Regions from separate parts of the Arachis hypogaea genome. Here region 2 is linked to region 1. A link is a contact called in public Hi-C data. All regions are on one chromosome and are shown on one strand. The core of a region is the stretch at or near the end of the contact, and the rest is flanking DNA. Distances in the headings are between cores, read along the strand shown.

Region 1 (2,821 bases), core at 129-2,628:
AACCGTGTTAATACCTTTTTCAGCTCTTATTATATATACAATTATACATTAATAATATATATTAATTATATTTCAGCTACTTGTTATATCACAAAATTATAAAATAAAACATCTAAATAAATTATAGAACCAAATAATAATAACACGTAAATTTGTCAACAAATTATAATTCAAATGACATAGTCTTTTCATACTCATCTAGAAGTTGCGAGTTCAAATTTCATTCCTAACTTAAAAAAAAAAAATAGCACGCAAATTTATCCGAAAGTAAATAAATAATAAACATACACCTTTATTCAAAATTCAAAAAACCAAAATCAATACAATAAAATCCTAACTAGCTACTATGTAATCCTTGTCTCGCTCGTGATGATCGGTGGTGCGTCTAGGTGTTGGTCGTGGTGGTAGTGGATCGTCGTCTATAAGTCCGCTAGCCATGATAGTAAAGTCCAAAAGAAAGAAAAAGAAAACTTTCGATGTCCACAAAGTATATATACGTACACACACATCCCATGGCTTTCAAGAGATGCTAAGCTCATTCTCAAGTCCAATAAAAATGGACCATTGACAAAGCCGTAGATTTTTCATCTTAGACCATCATGCATCAATGTTCTCTTAAATTCTAACGATCTCCTATAAATGTTGTGTGCACATAAAAGGTAGCTAGCTATCTAGCACATCACTGTAACCACTAACGCTAATAGTTAGTGAACCATACTATACTCTGTTAGTAAATATTATTAATTTTTATCAGTAATTAATTAATAATAAGTTACATCAATATTTTTAAATATTTTCTTTTACTAAAGATAGGAAAATTCGAACTCGCGACCTCTTAAATAAGTATGGAGAGATTATGCCATTTGAGCTATAACTCATTGGCAATATATTTATTTTTTCAATATTTTTAAATATTTTATACATAAAAAATATATAATTTATATTTATAATTATTAAAATTTTATACATAATTAATACAATTTATATTCATATTTTTTAAAATTTATATATATAAATTAATAAAAATTTATTTATTATTAAAAATAATTTAGTGCCTGTAACTATTAAATAATGACAAAAAAAATACTAAAAATTATTGACTCTAAGAATTTTTAATAATTAATCCCATAAGCCAGCTGTCACTAACTAATTTTCCAAAATCAAACATATAGCAATGGAAGAATATACCCTGTATTCCATGAACAAGAGACAGCAACATCCACATAAATCACCAATCCAAATTTCTCGTTCATGTCTCCCCCACCCCCGCAACCTAGGATTATTCACCCACACCAAATTATCAAATCCTCTTAACCACTATATATACATATCCACAACCATAATGAATTAAACTATATCTAACTAACTAACTAACTCATCAAAGATGTCATCACTAGGGGTGCTTGAAGCACTGGACTCGGCGAGAACGCAATGGTACCATGTAACCGCCATACTGATCGCCGGAATGGGGTTCTTCACGGATGCCTACGACCTCTTCTGCATCTCCACCGTCTCCAAACTCCTGGGACGATTGTACTACTTCGACCCACATTCACCTAAACCAGGAAAGCTTCCAACAACGGTGAACAACTTTGTGATCGGGGTGGCGCTGTTTGGAACCCTCACAGGGCAGTTAGTGTTTGGTTGGTTGGGTGACAAGCTGGGGCGTAAGAAGGTGTACGGTATAACCCTCATCATTATGGTTTTCTGCGCCATCGGCTCCGGCCTCTCCTTCGGTCTTACCGCCAAGTCCGTCATGACCTCGCTCTGCTTCTTCAGGTACTTCAAAAAAAAATATATATATATATATATATATATATATATATATATATAAAAGTGTAAACTCAGGTGCAGTCGACTTCACGTGAAGTTGATACCTAAGACCGTTAGATGATTTGACTGATTTGACTAAATTTTCATTTAACGGCTCTCAAATATCAACTTCACGTGAAGTCGACTTCACCTGAATTTTCACCGTATATATATAGCTCCATTAATTACCATAATGTCAACTAACTAATCTTATTCATTACTAATTAGAGCCTTGTTAGTGCCAAATACTAGTTTTTTTCAACATATCTAACCAACACTAGTATAAAAATTATCAAAAATATTATTTATATATCAAAATCAGTTATTAAAATTACTCGTTATGTATTTTTATATATATAATTTAATTTATATTTAATATATATTTTATATTAATAATTAATTTTGATATACGATTTAACATGATTAAAAAATATAAAATATAATAATTTAAAGATAGAAATTCTAGAATAATTAATTTTATATAAAATTGATAGTTAATAATTGTTAGATGATAATTTTATCAATTTTATTAAATTATTTAATAATTTTCGATTATCAACTTTACATAAAATTAATTATACTTGAATTTTCATTTAATTTAAATATAGACCTTTCAATATTTATATAAACAAATAAATTAGCTGATCACTATACAAATCAAAGATGATGATTGGTAAAGCATAGCTAAACCTTTAGAAATTTTGTACTAATTAATACCTCTAATGTAGGTTTTGGCTAGGGTTTGGCATAGGTGGAGACTATCCTCTTTCTGCGACGATAATGTCCGAATACGCCAACAAAAGGACACGTGGCGCTTTCATTGCGGCGGTGTTCGCCATGCAAGGCGTGGGGATCATTTGCGCCGGTCTAATATCGGTGATCATCTCGGCTCTCTTCTTGCACAACTACCCTGCTCCGTCGTACACCGCGAACCCCGCACTCTCGACGCAACCAGAAGGCGATTTTCTATGGCGTATCGTGCTCATGATCGGTGCAGTTCCCGCAATGC
Region 2 (2,821 bases), core at 111-2,610, 99 kb after region 1:
TCGATTTAGTACTCCTTAACCTTATTCGAATTCATTAATTTCGATTTACGTTTGAACCCGAAATAATGTAATTCAAATGCTTTAGATTCGATTTACTACTAATAAGTCTAATTCGAATTCAATGAATTCGATGTATATAGAATTATTGAACGAAGACATTTAAGTAACGTTTTTGTAGTAGGGAGATTCAAGTAATTTTAAAGTTACTTTGGTTTATAGAGATGAATTATCCTTATTTTAACAAGTAATAATAAATATATTAAAGAGTTAAAATTTATTTTAATAAAAATTAATTAATACTTTTTACATATATTTTTAGAACAACTATAACCAAACCTAATATATTTTGGTAGAAAAATATTTGTTGGAGAATTGGAGTTATGGAAGATGAGTTTAATGCAGCATACAACCCATATGCGTTTGATGGCAATTGCTGCTGATATGGCAGGAGTCATTTATTGTCGCCGATAAAGTTGACTTTGACCAGATTCTTGTTATTCTATTTTATAGTAAATTGCACTACACTATACTATAGATCACTTTAGGGTAGTCGTAGCCTTTGAAAGTAGCAGCATAACAGTTCCGTGATTTCATAAAAAATAGAATTTCATTCTAATTCATTGAGAATATTGCATATATATTTTATATTTTTTTTACCAAAGTTTTATTCAATTTTTAACATTTATTATATTTGAACCAATTGATTAATCAAGGAAAATCTGATGTCTTTGAAAAAAGACTACAAATTTTTGTGCATGAAGAAACTACTCCATATCTTTCTTGACTATTTAATTTCTGATACACTCAACATGAAGTAACATATATAATATTTTTATATGATATAATTAATACCCGTGTGAGGGAATTTGATGCATGATACTGATCTCAACATTAATTAAAAGAACTAAAACGAAGAAGCATTTAAGATTACACCAAACGTTCTGGGCAGAAGATGGTGCAGAATCCTTACGATAAAATTTGGCTGCTGCAATTATATTGCAGTTGCAGGGAACTCTCAGTTATCATCTTACTCATCTAAATTCTCACCTGCCACTTCCTATTCATAAATCATAAATAAAAGCATCTAATCTTCTGTTGTGTCCTTGTTTATACCCAAAATTTCTGACAAATGGATGGAGATTCTCGTTATCAATGCAATTCTAGCAAACATTTGAAGTTAGTTGGGCATTCATGATGGGCTTAAGCTTGCTTTGATTTTCTTGGGTCCCTTTTTTTTGGTCAGGGATTTTCTTGGGTCCGAATTGGGCAGTTGGTATTGTTGAGTTATTGTCTTTATCGGCCTTAGTCGGTTTAGTATACATTATATTAATGGGCTGCGAAGCCCTATTATTCGTTATTGTTGGAGTCAGATACTTTCAGACCATCAAAGCTGTTAAGCCCAAAAAAGTGACATTGGTACACTCTAAAAGGGTTCAAATTCACGTATATGAAACTCTTATTCTGAAAATTAATGTTCTTAATCGTCATTGCCAGGTTCGGATGTTACAGATATATCGAGAGGGTAACAGAATGGCAGAGGTCTTGGGATATTCTAATGCTTTGGAACTTCATGTTTTTCTTAGTGCTCCTTGTGGGATTAATTCTTTGATTAGTGGCGATTCAAGAGAAGTGTCTTTTCCCTGTCTTATAATGTTCTCTTGTTTGTGCGGACTGTCTTATTTTCGAGAACTTTTAGAGGAAGTATAGGAAGCCAATAGAATATGTGTACAATGTGTATAATGGAGGTTTAGAGATGTCCGATTCAGTATTAGAGATATCATTAATGTTACATTTTCTTATCAGTTTAAGCTTTTGGAATGAGTGGTTGTATGATTAATATAATGTATACTAAACCGACTAAGGCCGATAAAGACGAGTTTTTAATGGTGTGAACTAAAATGTTTGCTAAAGACGAGTTTTTAATCTAAAATATCGAAGGCTTAAGTAATAAAACTGAACCATAAAGCATATATTTAACATAAACCAAAAAATAAAAAATGTCGAAATAAACAATTTAATTTACTTCCCGAATCTCTGAAGTCTGAACAGCCAAATGAAGGTTCAAGCAGTTGAACCACGTATTTGGATCTTCTAAAGTTTGAATTTCACTTTAAAGAGTAAAGTGTGATCTTCTACCCTTAAATAGTTTCTCTTTCATATTTATTCTTGGTCCCACCTATGAAATTAATGATGAGAGATCACACTTTACTCTCTAAAGTGAAATTCAAACTTTAGAGGATCCAAATCCGTTAAACCACCTATACCTGAATGACGAATTATTGGTGGTATAAGTAGCCGAGCCAGGCTTGAGATTCAAAGACTATGCGGGGGACATGTAGCAGCATTTTGAACTAAGTAAAGACCATGAGACCTGAAGAGTCGAGATGAGGACATAATGGACACTTGACAGTATGCCACTGTTGCCCTGTTAATGTGTGTACTACGTTGGCATACAAAGAATGAACAAGATCTTTCCTTAAATACACAACAGCAGACAACGTTAGGATAACTTTAATTCTTCGAAAGGTATTTCATAAAGATTTTTTTTAATTTTAAATTTATGTTGTAACAAAAACTTTGAAATTTTAGTTATAAAATTATTCTAATTGTATTTTGAACTTGATGAATAATAATCTTTCAATTCTTAAAACCATCCACCAATTAACAAGTTGATTGATGAGCCGTAGAGAGAATAATTAAATATATGCGGATGCCAGTGTCAACAAATATGAAGAAGAGAGCACACATTGAATTGGGCCACGTTTCACTGTTCTAAAATTAACATTTGCGATACAAACAGCGGAATAAACGTTTTCCCCTC

Evidence for each region. Hi-C and Micro-C count contacts between places; a contact is called where the count stands out from the background.
Region 2: a Hi-C map of leaf shows a contact between it and region 1, with 4 times the contacts expected there. The contact joins the enhancer-like site here to the promoter of LOC112763802 in region 1. A contact is called at or near these places in 5 of 8 Hi-C or Micro-C datasets (all in leaf).

Annotation. Positions count from the first base shown.
Region 1 is chr17:122,918,085-122,920,905 of arahy.Tifrunner.gnm2.J5K5, forward strand. LOC112763802 (low affinity inorganic phosphate transporter 4-like) reads left to right here and starts at 1,379. Exons shown (of 2, transcript XM_025809380.2): 1 at 1,379-1,779; 2 at 2,541-2,821. The coding sequence starts at 1,385.
Region 2 is chr17:123,017,316-123,020,136 of arahy.Tifrunner.gnm2.J5K5, forward strand. LOC112767130 (ubiquitin-conjugating enzyme E2 10) reads right to left here. Exons shown (of 5, transcript XM_025813009.3): 5 at 2,730-2,821. Among protein-coding and RNA genes, the nearest start is that of LOC112767130, 4.4 kb to the right of the region's middle. Within about 2 kb of position 1,361, at least 3 of the 3 cell types and tissues checked have open chromatin away from gene starts, as enhancers often do.